Linked DNA regions of Mus musculus: region 2 is linked to region 1. Evidence: chromatin contacts called from public Hi-C data. All regions are on one chromosome and are shown on one strand. The core of a region is the stretch at or near the end of the contact, and the rest is flanking DNA. Distances in the headings are between cores, read along the strand shown.

Region 1 (7,482 bases), core at 3,171-5,670:
ACAAGTGGTTTGCCTATGAAGAATTAATGAGTTTCCTGTTCTGCTGGGAGGGAAAGGCCTGAAATCTTTGATAATGCTGCAGAGACTTTTATGAAAATGACATGCAAATAGTGCCCTGCAGGCCAAGCTGCCTACTGTTTTGAATATAAATATATTGGGAATAGAAGAAGCCTGTGAGTATTAGAGGCAAGAGAGATTGGCAGTTGTGACAGGTGCTCTCTGTGGGTCACTTTCTGTATACAAAGTGCTACCACTGTGGCTGTCTTGGCCACGGTGTGTACTTGACTTCTGTTTGGATGCCAGGCTTCACCCAGGTAAACCCTCTCCGCCACACATCCACAACTGTACCCTGTAAAAATTCTCATTTCCTCTCCCAGGCCGAGGAACTTAAGGACCAGAGAGTTGACTCGTTTTGAGTTTTACCAACCAGTAAGTGTTGGCCCTGGAATTGGAACCTGGACCCTTTGACTCTTCATCTTGAGAACACTGCACCAGGGTCAGGCACCCCTGAGATTTGGAGAAAGGCTACTCTAGGTTGTGTATGATCTGAGTAACTATATACCTGTTCTCTCCCTTGACAAACAGCACATTTCTGATTCTCCTGGGTTCTGTAAAATGCAGGTAATGCACAGGGCTGTGGGGGCTTGGTTCTTGCCTCAGGATGTTCTGGAAGTCACTGGAAGGACTGGAAGGTTAGGGCTGAAGTAAGGCTCTTCACTTTTTTGTCTTACTGTGGTCAGTGACTGCTACAGGAGGTTAGTTATGATGGGTCAGTTGAGATGGGTACTCACGGGCACTTCTTGGGACTAATACTCAAAGAGTATTGCCTGGGGTACAAGAGAGAAAATCCAGCCAGTCAGGTGGAAGCTCTAGTCAGGGTTCAGCAAGCATGTTAGTTCTTCTATTTTATATCCTGTGTAACTGCACCCATCCCTCATGCCCCATATAACTGCACCCACCCACTTCAAATCTATGTAGCTGTGCTTACCCACGTAAAGTGTGAGCCTTCCTCCATTGCTCTTCACCTTTTCACTGAGGCAAGGTGTGTCAGTCAACCAGAACTGTTTGGTGTGGTGCCATTGGTCCTGCTAACCAAGCTGTCCCAGGCTTCCTCTGTCTCCCCCTCCCTGGGTTGGAATTACAGATGAACTACCATGCTCACTTATACATCTGGGGTTACATGTGAGTCCTGGGGTTTCAGATTCCTGTCCTCTTAACTACTGAACATCTCCCAGGCCCCATCTGTCTAGAATTTTCTGCCTGCCTCTCTTTTCTTAGGTTCAGGTATACCTCTTTTCCAAGGGAAAACCAGCACTGGGTTTAATGTGAGTGCGTGCTGTGTTCCCATAGGAATGACCACAGGGCATTCTAACACTAGGCTACTGTTCTCTTTGATAGGCACACTATTCTGATGGCTGTACAGGAAAGGGTAACACGCCCACAGTTCTAGATGTGGACATCTTTTGGTGGGACTGCTATTTGCTGGCCATACAGCACAAATGACACAGAAGGAATTCTCACTTTGCAAATCAGTAAGCAGGTGAATCCTTGTTAGCAGATGGACACAGGATATGAGTAGTTTACAAAAGAAGAGGTACCAGTGGAAAAAATATCTCAGGCACAGAGCCAGCGTGGAGATTGCTTCTGTCCAGTTAGTGGGGTCTGGCCATCGGCCAGCTCTTGTTGCGGGAGAGGGAGCTACTTGACTGTCCTTTGGCAGCATGGCCAAATCTCCTTAAGTGTGTGCCTTATGCCCAGGGCATTCCCATTGCAGGACTTTGTCCTTAGGAGGTTATCAAGTGCTGTGTAGCCATTTCTCTCCAGAGGTGTTATTGCTATCCTTGTAACCACAAACACTTTTAAATCAGTTCTGTGTTTCACAGTCAACCTTGGGTAAACTCATTATGTTGTAGCCATATGGCAGCACAGTGTGAAATTAGAAGTGATGCTGTCCAGGGAGGTGGCACGGGCCAGAGATGAGGGAACCAGAGCTCATTCTATTCCTGTGGGGTTTACAACGTTTAATGTTGAAATAATTAAGATTTACAAGGAGTTGCAGGCAAGTCCGAGCACTCTCCGCCTCAGAGTGGCCTTTTACATTTACATATGCTACTTGTAGGCTCCTCACACATCAGGTAACACAACTGAAGGTAAACAAATGACTTAAGTAAACTGAAGAAGAAGGAAGTAATAATTTGGGGAAATACTTCACATCACAGAGTCAGCAAGGTAGAACTTAATTTTAAAAAAGATTTATTTTTATTATTAAAAGTATTTTATTTATGTATTTGCTTGTGTGTGTGTATATATGTGCCGCAGCATGTAGGTAGAGGTCAGCGGTCAGCTTGTAGGAGTTGTTTTCTCCTTTCACTATATGGGTCCTGGGGATTGAACAAACTTAGTTTGTCAGGGTTAGGGGCAAACAGTTTTATCCACTGAGTTGCTGTAGTGATCCTAACTTTTCTTTCTTTTTTTTACTTTTAATTATGTTTATATGTGTGGTGGTGGAGGGATGTGCATGTATGAATGCAGGTGCCCATGGAAGCCAGAAGAGGGATTTGAAGATGGAGTTATAGGTAGCCTTAAGATGCTTGATGTGGGTGCTTGGAATTGAACTTGTGTCCTCTGCAAGAACTGTATGTTCCCCCTCTCTCTCTGTCCATCTCTCCATTCCCAGGATTTAAAGAAAACTTCCTTCTAAGCTTTTCCTTGCTGTGGATGGGAATCAACACTGGACAATGTGGGGAGGGAGGGAGAGGGAGAGGGAGGGAGGGGGAGCAGCTAGCTCTAAATGGGAAGTCTTTATCAGACCCCTTCCTTCAAGGCTTAGGGAATCTGTGCAGAGAGATTCCCAGAGCCAGAGGTGATGGATGACCCCAAGGAAACCCAGCAGGATGAGCCACACATTAGTTCACAGGGGCTGACAGCAGGCACAAGACCTGTACACGTTCAAACCAGATCAGATTCCAGCACTGAGAAGGGGACGTGGACACACAAAGTCCCACCCTTCTTCAAGAGACTATTTGAAAGGGACAATCTGTTTTCTCCAGTGGAGTCTGACTGGGTTTATCAACCACACTGCAGAGTACCTGGCCCACACAAAGTGTATTCTGGGTTGGTTTGTGCACTTTTTGTTTTTTATCTTTCTGTTTTGTCTTGATCTTTCTTTCTTTCTTTCTTTCTTTCTTTCTTTCTTTCTTTCTTTCTTTCTTTCTTTCTTTCTTTCTTTCTTTCCTTCCTTCCTTCCTTCCTTCCTTCCTTCCTTCCTTCCTTCCTTCTTTCTTCTTGCGAGGGAGGTGGGGAGGATCTGAGAGGATCTGGGGAGAGGGATCTATTAAAATAAAAACATCTTTTAACTCACTTAAAAATACTACACATATTTGTGTGTGTGTGCGCGCATATGCACATGTCACCCACAGCACTTGGATGGAGATCAGGAAACAACTTTGAGAATCAGTTTTCTCCTTTCCCCATTAGATGATTGAACCCAGGGATTGGACTCAGGTTGTCAGGCTTGGCAACTAGCGCCTTTTACCAGCTGAGCCCTCCATGGTCCCAGGACTTCATAAAAAAAAAAAAAAGCCTGCATGTGCTTACCTACATTGCTCTTTATGTCTCTCTGCACGCTTCTCCCTTCATCAGGGTCTTGTGTCGGAACCCCAGAGTGGGATGTCAGTTAGGGTGTCTGACGCCAGTGGCTCTGATGAGTAGGGATTCCTTTGTCTCTTGTGCCTGGAAGGGAAAGGAGGTGATCTGCCTGGACCCCAGCTCAAGGAAGCCATCACAGGGCCACTCTATCTCCTGCTGTACCAGCCTTCAGAGGTGGCTTCATTCTTGAGACTTCTCATGCCGAGGTGACAGATATCCTGGCCTCACCTCAAAGGGACATGCCTGACTCAGAGGAGCTGAGGTTCAAGGGTACTGGCTGAGCCTGTCTGGTTTTGGTGGGAGAGTCGCACCCTCATATGTTTTTAAATTGATTACATCTTTACAAAATTCTTTATGTTTGGATAACCAGAGGCGCATCTGGTGGATATTCCCAGTGAGGTTACCTTGTGAGGTTGTGTCGTGCTTGTGAAACACATTTGTGAGCAGTGGCTCAGGAACCCGGTGTTCCCAGTGGTCTGAGGACTCCTGGGGCTCCCTGATGGTCCAGAGCATCGTGGGGTGTGTGGGCCTGTGGGCGCCGTAGCCCCGGTGGCTGACATGCAGCTGCTGATGGGTGTGGCTCTTCCTGGCGTGGGGCTGAGGAGCTGGCAGTTTTCTTGATTCACCATTGGGCTTTCAGCAGAGCTAAAAAACCCGAAAAACCAAAAAACCAAAAACCCTAACGTTTTGTTTCCTGTTCTCCTAGCATCCAGCATGTGTATGGAGCCCAGCACCCACCGTTTGATCCGCTGTTACATGGCACGTAAGTGGCAGTTGGTGACCTGCTTCTGCCAGCTCATTGGAGGTTCAGAGGGAGGGGAAATGTTCTCTCAGTCAGCAGATGGCCTAGCCACTTGCTTTGTGAGACACTACTGTCCGAGAGTAGTTCCCCCTGTAGCTGGGCAGTGGGATGTGGGGCTGCAGAGAGCTGGCACTCCTGGCTTGAGGGCAGCGTGGCTCCAGACTGTCCTTACACCGCACCTGAACCCTTCCTCGGTCCTGCACTCTCTCTGTCCTGGTGGTGGCTCTTCTGAGTATTGGGCCTAGCCCAGTGCTGGTGTGGCCCTGCAGGGCTGCACCTGTCTGTCATATTTCTAGACTTCTACTGGGGCCTATGCCATGTGTTGTTGTCAAGCTTGGAGGGACGTCCTTTGAACTATTCTGTCTCCGAGTGTGTATGCCAAGGCCCCGTTTTCTGCAAGGTCCTCTTGCTCTGTACCCGTCCGCTGCTGCTTTAGGAGCTTGGCTGAGATGGAGGGAGCGTGAGAATGTACTTTCTAGCCTTGGCACCATTGCTGTGTAGTTCTGTGCTGCTTGGTGGCTCTTGTCTGGAACGCCTCCCTCCCTATCACGTAGCCTGTGCAGTGCCAAGTCCTATTTTGATGCCCACACTTTGTGCTTTTCTTGGCACCCTCATCTAGATGAAGTACCTTCTCCCTTGGGATTCTTTTTTTGGCTGAGTGTGCACAGTAAAGACACCTTTGCTTTGTAGCTTGCTCAAGTCCACGCCCAAGGTGCCCACCACTCCGGTGAAGGCCAAGCGGGTCAGCACCTTCCAGGAGTTTGAGAGCAACACCAGTGATGCTTGGGATGCCGGTGAAGACGATGATGAGCTCCTGGCCATGGCGACAGAGAGCCTGAACTCTGAGGTGGTCATGGAGACAGCACATCGTGTCCTGCGCAATCACAGCCAGAGGCAGAGCCAGCCTTCACAGAAGACGACAGAACCAGAGCCAGAGCCTCAGCCCATAGCAGAGCCTCCTGTACCTCCCAGTGGTGACCTTCGCCTGGTGAAGTCTGTCAGTGAGAGCCACACTCCTTGTCCTTCAGGTAGGGATGAAGGGACAATAGAGCCAAGGAAGGATTGGATTGGAATAAAGAGGGCTGTGTGCCTGTTTGCACCAGGACTCTGGGCCTTGAGAGCCTGTACGGCCATCTTTCATGCGGATGTGGCCCTCCCAGGCCCGTGGGCTCCAGATGGTCTTTTCTTTATTTGGGGACCAGGCTTGTGGCTGGTGTGGGGGCCCAAGAAGAGGGCCACTGGGGAGCACAGGCGATGGGAGATCCTAGGCTTCTTCAGAAAGGAGCCAGGAGTGCCCACGCATGCCTCCCCTGGGTAAGGGTGCTCTCATTTACAGATGAAAAACAGATCCATAGTAGTCTAAGGCCACCCTGCTAGATTCAGAAAGGGGCTTTTACATAGCCTCATTTTCAGAACCGCCTTCTGAGAGTTGATGGGCTAAAGCCTTACCATGTCTTCAGGTGAGAAGCTGGTTTTATTTGATTTGTAGCAAATTTGGAAGTCCGAGTTTACAGGGGAAGGTGGCTTTCTCTGAATCTGATGGGGGATTGCTCCCTTCTACCTCCTGTCTGCTTAGTCTAGGCAGGCTGCCCTCTAGTGGCGGCATCCAAGGATTGACAGGAACCTTGGATTCTGCCCACCCCTGTGCTCATGCAGTGGTGGACACAACTTCTCACGTGCCCACAGCTGGCTGGACCGAGGGCATTGCTATTGCTGGTGTTGGCCCTCAGCACACCATATGGAGGAGCTGAGAGTGGTGGATCACAGGATATCTGACTTGGAGGTCCAGATCAGAAACAGACTCATCTCCAGGAGATGATGGAGCTTGGTGGTGTCACACTGTGGCAGCCTCTCCAGTACAAGTAAACACTTCTCAGGACGTCTTGTTCCTGGGGAAGGGGCTTTGAGCTCTTTGCTGTGTCCTGCAAACCTTGGGCTGAGCGTCCTGTATTTGTTATCTGGGAGAGATTTTTTTTTCTTGAGCATTTAATAATAATAGCATGTTGTTGCTCATTGTATGGCTAATACCACAGCCAGCCCCTTGGATGGTAAATTCTTCAAACTCCTCAGGCTTCTAGGAGGGAGTTGTGTTGTTCTTCCTTTACAAATGTAGTACCAAGAAGACCCCTAGCTGCTCAGGAGAGGTGGCTTGGGGTGGGGCTGGGGTTGTCTGTGGCTCTAGAGTTCCTCCTGTTAGTGCGGGCTCCTGCAGAGACCAGGAGTTCTCATCCAGAGATCTTGCTCTCATGTTGGATAGTGTGTGTCACTGAGCATGGTGTGTGCTCAGATTTCTGCAGTGCCCTGACAGAGACTGAATATTGCCACACCCTCATCAGTCAGGCCAGGGAGTCCTGCACCGTAGTTAGTGAGACCTCTACCAGGATTAGTTAGATTGGCTCTGGGAGCTGCAGGAGTGTGTCTATCCAGGGCTTAGCCCCTGTTGCCATAGAGTGCTACCCTCTGATCATAACAGCTCACCTCTTCACCAGAACGGCTGCGACTGCTTGCAAGAGACCCTCAAGATGGGACCTGCTGGCTGTGAATGTTTCCTCATAGTAGGAAGAAATGTGAGGGACACTGGATCCTTACCTCAGATTCTCATCACTCCCTCCTGTGCCTCCCAGATAGCTGTGTGCGACTCTGTCCTAGTCAGTGTTCTGTTGCTGTGAAGAGACGCCAGTGACCACAGCAATGCGTATAAGAGAAAGCATTTAGCTGAGGCTTGCTTATATTTAGAGGTCTAATCCATCACGGCCATGGTGGGAAGCACAGTGGCCTGCAGACAGGTGGGGTGCTGGGGAAGTAGCTGAGAAGTCTTTTTTTTTTTTTTTTTTTTTCCCCGAGACAGGGTTTCTCTGTGTAGCCCTGGCTGTCCTGGAGCTCACTTTGTAGACCAGGCTGGCCTCGAGCTCAGAAATCCTCCTGCCTCTGTCTCCAGAGTGCTGGGATTAAAGGCGTGCGCCACCACGCCTGGCCCCTAGCTGAGAATTCTATATCCAGATCCGTAGGCAACAGGGAGAGAGAGACACACA
Region 2 (7,316 bases), core at 1,842-4,341, 970 kb after region 1:
GGCCATTCCTATTACAGACTCATCTGGGAGAATGCAGACTTGGTCCCACAGTGAGCAGCCATGTATTCAGGCCCAGAAACTTCAGAGAATGACCACCACAGATCTGCTTTCTCAGGCTGTGTCTCCCATGACCACTCACTGTTTCAGGGTAGCTGCCTGCAGCTAGCATGAATTTTCTTTCACTTCTTTGTGTATAAAAGCAGGGTGGAGCATCCCAGCATTTCCTTCCCAAAGCCACTGGGGCATACGTGGAGGGTGGAGAGCTCTGTAAGCGGCCACTAGGCCAAGCAGCCCTCTCCTTGCTGACCTCGGCAGAGCTTGGGAACAGGGGACCTGAGACTTCAGCCTGACCTACAGACAGGGGCAAAGGTGGACACTGCTCCTAAGACATCTAAGTCTGTGTTCAGGGCATCCTCTTCCTGCCGTCAGCTTCACTGTGTGAAGGTGGTTCCTCTGCTAGCCATATACACCTGCCTGAGCCTTGCCAGTGGTGATCTCCTAGGTCTTGCAGACCCCTGGTGCTCCTGTTGAAGTCGGGGTTCTAAGCCAGGTGTGTCCAAGCTTAGGGAAACAGAGCCTCTGAGGTGTTCCTAAGGGAGCCAAGTGTGTCCTGGAGAAACACCTGTGTACACGTAGCCTCATGTGTTTGAAATTCTCATTGGTTTTTGTCTTGGTTTTTGTTGTTGTTGTTGTTTGTTTGCTTGTTTTTGTTTGTTTGTTTTTAAGAGAAAAAGAGTTTATTTGGGTTTACAGTTTGAGGTACAGTCCATCATGACCAGGACATCCAGAAAGGAGCTTGAGGCTGCTGGTCACACTGCATCTGGAGTTAGAAAACAGAACAAGTCCTTAGGGACCATTTTTTAAACGGAATGATAGGACCTTAGGGACCATCTCTAAATAGGAGCCAGCACCCAGTGTCTCCTTGTCAGCCCGCAGTCACACCAGGCTTGCCTGCTTCGGATCCCACCTCATTAAGAAATAAAGCAAGGGTGTTAATATGTGAAGAGAGGGAGGGACCCGCACTGAGGTGGCAACAATTACTTCCTCGAGTGTGTAAAGGGGTGGGTATGAGGTCCCACATTTCTTTGCATGTGTTTTTTTTTTTTTTTGTTACTTCTGTTGTTACTAGTTTTTATCAGTGTGTGTGTGTGTGTGAGACCTGAGGAACAGCCATGCTTAGGCCAGCAGGGCACGCTGCTTTAGTATATTGAGGGATCATGTTGGCACCACACAGCTCCTGCCTCAAAGAGAAGAAGATAAAACGTGTTCTTGAGCCAAATCTATGAGTGAGTGGCTGGGCCCTGGGAGCACAGATGCAGTGTTCAGGAGAGCTCTGGTGCAGAAACTGTCTCATGAAGGCTTTAAAGTGACAGAAGAAAAAAAGACAGCCCACAGATCAAGGCTCTTGACAAACATGTCCGTGGAAACACCAAGCAGGAGTTGACAGAGAAGAAGAAAATCTTTCCTGTGGGGCCTGTCCAACTTCAGTCCCACAGTGACACACGTAGCCCAAGATAGCCCACATGTAGCCCAACATGACATCACAAAGGTACTCAAAACATAATCTTAATTTTTTTCTTTCAAAACTAAATTATGCACTTTTTCAAGGAGGAGCTTTTGTTGTGGGAGGTTGAACACACCTATATGATGCTGCCCCAGAGCACCTATAGCTCACAAGTTGGTGAAAGCTATTGATGTGCCCCACAGGTTTCAAGTGAAAGCTACAAGGTTGTTAGGTCAGACCCTGAGGCGGTCAACAGCTGACTGTCAAGGGGGCTGAGATCCACGGTGATTTGTCTCTGGATTTGCACCATTCCAACCCTTCAGAAACACCAGGACCTAATCAGCCAATCTGACCTTGAAGGCTCTTCAGCATGGCCCTGGCTGTTTATTTTCCTTGAAAATTCAGTTCAGAAGTATTTAGTCTCCACTTGATTTGTTTTGGATGTGAAGGATTTCAGACACAGCAATCTGTCACTGCTCGTGTGGCATGCCACATGTGAACGTCGTCACAGGTTGATTCCCGAGGAACGGCCATCCTGCCCTCGGTTTTATAAACTGAAGGAATCACACATCAAAGTGTGGAGTTTAGCAAAAGAACTCTGGGTGTTCTGAGCTTCTGACAATCTCAGGCTGGGTTGTCATGAACCCAGTTCTGCTCTCTGTGCAGTCTTATGGAAGACATTCCCACGAGAAAGGCACTGACCTATTTCCCATGTACCTTGCACTTCCGAATGACATGGTAGCCAGGTACCCGAGCTTTGTTCATCCCAAGGGATACTCCGGACCCAGGGAGACAGCCTTCACCCTCATCAGAGCAGCTGTGACCACTTGTAAGAGAACCTCAAGATCTGCTCTGTTGCCTGCTGGCGTCCCCTCACAGAAGGAGGCGGTGAACAGGGCCATCTGACCCGATCTCAGATTCCAGCTGCTTTCTCCTGAACCTCCCAGCTAGCTGTATTTGGTTTTGACCTAATTGCACAGGGCCTGGTGTGAGCTCAGGAGTACTTATATGGAGTGTGGAGGATTAACTGAAGGTGAACCCCACCCCATGCAGCTGTGAGAAAAATCCTCACCTACGCGATAGTGGTGGGGTTGCTGTGGAGTCCTGAGTCACTCTAAATAACTGCCCACGCAGGCTCTGTAAATAAGCCCCATAAAGTCACCCCCTAAAGCTGGACTTTGGTAGAACTGTACTTCATTTACCGTTGATGCCCCGGGAGAGGGGCATTGATTCGTTTATATCTCTGCAGAGAACGGGATCCCTCAACACCAGTTGATCTTACTGTGCTTGCTTGAATCCCAGTTCACAGGGAGTAGCTGTGTCTCACCCATTCTCTTTCCCAGGCTCAGCATATGCACACTCGTCTTTTTGTGTCTCTTGTGCATGCCTCATCGGTGCCTCTAGGAGAGTGGACCAAAAAAACCGTTAATCTCAAAGAGTCAGACCCTGGGATCCCGCCAGGTTTGGCTGCTCCGTTAGCTATTCTCAGGCACTTCCTGTCCCCTCAGGCCTCAGCCTTCCCATCTGTAGAGCTTCGACTTAGATAGCAGCTTGCTGTGGCTCCATCTGCCACTAAGGAATCCCTTGGGGTCCTGGACAGATGGCTCTCGGGCCATGCCCACTTCTGCCAGCATCAGAATGTACGGCCCAGGAGACAGTGCGGGTCTCATTCAGCGGCTCTTGTCTGAAAAAAAGAAAAATGAAAAGACAAACAAAAAACAAAAACAAAAAAACAAACAAAAAACGGTGCTTAAATTTAGCCAAAAGCTAGTTTCCTGTCACATTCACCTGGAACGCTCAAGCTGACTGACCAAGCGAAGGAAGAAACTCTTCTCGGGACAGCTGTCCAATGGGAGAACAACTCTCAACTGGCCAGCAGCCTGCCTCCTCCTCCCTTGGCTTCCCCTCCCCAGCATCAGCATGCACACATGCTCGCTTGTTCTGCCGTCTGATTCCTCCACAATCAGCATCCACGGAAAGATGCGTGATGTTGGCTGGGGCTGTGATCCTTCAGACGTTGGAAGCCCAGTCCCCTTTCCAAGGCCAGTCCCTGTTATCAGACTAGCCTCCTAGGGATGATGGGGTCACCCTGTAAAATGTCCCCAGGCTGGAACAAGAGGCGGCAGAGCTCTTAGAGACCGGGTGACTGGTATTTTTTGAGATATGCTGGTTTCTATAGGCAGCGAGTGATGGAGGAGGCCCTTGCTTTCAACCCAGCTGAATCCTGTCTAGGCTCGGGCAGCTCATTGTTCTGGCTTGTCAGGAGGCTTGCCTTACCCAGAGTATTTCTTCCACCACATTAGCCACCCCCTGAGCTTTGATCTGCAAATTTGACAAGCGGCCCTGTTAGGTCTTTATCCAAGCCATTGATAGAATCACTGGACAGGGACAGGGCGAGGACAGGTGCACTCCACACAAGACCTCCCTCCACCTTGATATAGATCCATGAGTCAATGAGCCCCTCGCTGTCATTTAGGCTGTTCTGTTCTATCTGCCAGCAGAAGCTTCCACCCATCTGCCTGTGGTGACAGAGAGGGCACTTCACAAGGCTTCCTCTGAAGCTTGCATGGGAAGACTCCACGCCCCCGTGAATTTGTCTGCTGAAGATGTGCCCTCCCTGCAGCCCTGGGCCAGCCACGCTGACTTGCTCTGTGCTTGTCCTGCCCCCTTCCCCCATGGGGCACTCTTCATCAGTGTCTGTGCTGGGACATTCCCAAGGGTCCTTCCCCTTGGCAGAGCAGGGCCATAGGGTTAACCAAATGCCCTGTCCTGAAGCCTGCACACGGTAATACAGATGTGCAGGGCATCTGGGTGGAGGCTATACATCTTCATTTTTCTGATCCCCTCTCTCCCAGTTCAAGGAAGAGCTCCAATAGCTACTTAGCCAGTCGGAGCGTACAAACGTTCATATCTTTCCATTCTTCAGTGGATCTTGCAGGGTCTGTATTAGATGATCCCTGTCTTTGTCCCTTGGTGGGGGGCGGGGGGGAGGCATTGTGTTTCATTGTGTTTTTTAAAGCTGCTGTTTCCTGACACATAACTGCGATGCGAGATTCAGTTCTTCGTGTCTCCACATAAAGTTACATGTGAGCAGCTGAGTTCCTGTGCCTGTTTTCATACCACTGAATGGAATTCAGGCACTGAGCACTCCCAGGGCCAAATGCTGTGGTCATTGGCCAGTGGCAGAGGACATCTTCAGAGACCATTGGGACACAGCTGACCTCATCAGTGAGTAGAGGAAATGTCAGCTCCCAGGCTAACTCACCACCTACCTCAGGAGTGTGTGAAAATGCTTACCTGGCAGAGTACAGAGTGGTGGTCACAGTGGGGAGTGGAAAAGACAGACCCCACTACCCTTATAACACAGACATAGAAAAAGGCCAACAGGACACAGACCTCCGTATTATCAAAAGGAGCAACATAAAATGGCAAGGGGCTCGTGGCAGAGAGAAAGGTAACTAGAGGTAGGCACAAGAGAAAGTAAGAGATTGAAGGCCATGCCTGGAAATGTTGGTGTGTGGTCTGGCAAGGGGCAGCAGGGTAAGGGAACAGGGCCGATGTTGACCAAGGCCCTGTAGATAGAGGACTGGGTTCTGCTCTCAGAGGACAAAGCACTGGGCGTTTGAACATGGCAATCTGCCATGAAATGACTTGCTTTTTGTAATGGTTGGAGTAGACTTGCAAAGAGTATTACTCGTGTGTTCTGTGTGAGGTATAGGGACCTGCGGGTCAGAGTCATGTGTGTTTTGGTTTGGTTTGGTTTTGCCAATGATCACTGCTCCTTTTTCAACCTACCTTCCCTCCCTCTTCATTTTGTTAGTAATAATTCCCTGTGTATCAGTGTGGTGGTTTGAATAAGAATGGCCCCATGGGCTCATAGATTTAAATGCTTGGTTACCAGGTTAGAAGGATTAGGAGGTGGGTGTGGCTTTGCTGGGTGTGGCTTTACTGGAGGAAGTGTGTTACTGGGGGCAAACTTTGAGGTTTCTAAAGCCCATGCCAGACTCAGGCATTCTGTCTCTGTCTCTGTCTCTGTCTCTGTCTTTCTCTCTCTGTCTCTCTGTCTCTCTCTCTCTCTCTCTCTCTCTCTCTCTCTCTCTCTCTCTCGTGTGTGTGTGTGTGTGTGTGTGTGTGTGTGTGTGTGTCTAATAGAGAAAGCAAGCAAGCGTGCAGGAATCTGAATTGGTCCTGGTGGCACAGACCTTTGATTCCAGCTATTCTGGAAGATAGCTGAAGGCCTGTTCTGGCTACAGAGCATACATGGCCAGCCTAGAGGCGTTCTAGAGATGCTGATGCAGAATAAAAAATTGGTATGGCTGGCTATAAATTAGCTCAACGGTGGCATGCACAAGGTCTTAGGATATACCCCCAACATCATGTCTAGAAGTGGGGCTTTGGGTTATGTTTGAATTTAGAAAGTTAAAGGAAGATCTCTGGAAGTGTACCCCATAAGTGAACTCGGTGAGGAGAGAGATCAAAAGAGGTGCATGGGTCGGCTTTCCTCCTGTGTTGGCGTGGTACTTTACCACAAGAAAGCTGTCTCGAGGACACCCCCTCTTGCTTAGACTGAGTAGGAGTCAAAATGAACCGGTTTTCCTCAACATTGTCCAGCCTTAGGTGCTTTATGCTGATGAAAACCAGCCCACTATTCCCTGTGTCTGTCATGACACTTTATCTTTATCATAGACTTCCTCAATACCAAATCATACCCAAACTAGAAGCTAAAGTCATTACTTCTCACAGCCCTACCCCAGTTCCCACAGGAGCTGGCCTTTCTCCTCTCCCAGAAACCTTTCTGTCTACACTGTATTACTTTATCATACCCCATCATACATCCTTTTCGTCTCCCTTCTTTCTACTCAAAAAGTAGCTAGAGTCTCTGCAACTTCTCTGAAGCTTGTTCTAGAATCACCTTCCTCGGGGCGCTGCTTTCTCCACAGCAGACAGTACCCAGTGCACTGAAGCCCATCACATACATTTACCTATGGCTACCTGGCATTTTGTCTATTCTTTCCCAAAGGTTTGTGGATGTCTGTTTCCTTCACAGCCAGGACTCTCATGCCTGGATAGTGTAGATTCTCTGCAAAGGCACTGGGATTCAGCCACTGTTCCTTAGTTATCCGATGTGGTAGTTTGAATATGCTTGGCCCAGGAAGTGACACTATTGGAAGACGTGGCCCTGTAGTCGGTGTAGCCTTGTTGGACGAAGTATGTCACTGTGGGAATAGGCGTTGAGACCCTCCTCCTAGCCACATGGGAGATGGTCTTCTTCTGTTGGCCTTTGGAACAACATGTAGAACTCTCAGCTCCTCCAGCACCATGCCTGCCTGGATACTACCATGCTTCATGCTGAGATGACAATGAACAGAACCTCAGAACCAGTAAGCCAGGCCCAGTTCCATTATAAGAGTTGCTGTGGTCATGGTGTCTCTTCTCAGCAATGGAAACCCTAACTAAGACAGATGTGCTGAGAGACATTCAGAGTCACACCACAGCCTCCACCTACATGGTCCCTCATCCCATCCCCTAGACTCTGACCTATTTCAGTAAATGCTCAGGGACAGGATGCCTTCTGATTTTAGAGCACATTGCCTGACATTCACCCCATGTGGCCTGTGTCTCTGGGGTCCTGTTATTCTCTGTTCCTAGGCAGGACTCCGCTTCCCAAGCTTTGTGGTTGGTGATCGCTTCCTCACATACCATTGCCCGCAGCCAAGTCTCTGACGATCCTCAGAGGAGAACACTGAACACTTGCATTTCACAGATGTTCTTTCAGCACCTCAACCCAGCTGCTGACTTTTCCTGGCTGCTC

The links. Hi-C and Micro-C count contacts between places; a contact is called where the count stands out from the background.
Region 2: a contact with region 1 is called in a Hi-C map of cerebellum, with 2.7 times the contacts expected there. The contact joins two enhancer-like sites. A contact is called at or near these places in 7 of 484 Hi-C or Micro-C datasets (cerebellar granule neurons, cerebellum and embryonic stem cells) and 1 of 9 other capture datasets (pancreatic islet).

Annotation. Positions count from the first base shown.
Region 1 is chr15:86,230,376-86,237,857 of GRCm38.p6, forward strand. Tbc1d22a (TBC1 domain family, member 22a) reads left to right here. Exons shown (of 13, transcript NM_145476.2): 2 at 4,355-4,411; 3 at 5,141-5,478. Among named protein-coding and RNA genes, the nearest start is that of Tbc1d22a, 20 kb to the left of the region's middle. Within about 2 kb of position 4,421, at least 39 of the 459 cell types and tissues checked have an H3K27ac peak or open chromatin away from gene starts, as enhancers often do. A contact at or near this core is called in cerebellar granule neurons and cerebellum, where this site is marked.
Region 2 is chr15:87,197,435-87,204,750 of GRCm38.p6, forward strand. The region is part of intron 2 of A930027H12Rik (RIKEN cDNA A930027H12 gene); the gene reads left to right. Among named protein-coding and RNA genes, the nearest start is that of A930027H12Rik, 100 kb to the left of the region's middle. Within about 2 kb of position 3,092, at least 10 of the 459 cell types and tissues checked have an H3K27ac peak or open chromatin away from gene starts, as enhancers often do. A contact at or near this core is called in cerebellar granule neurons and cerebellum, where this site is marked.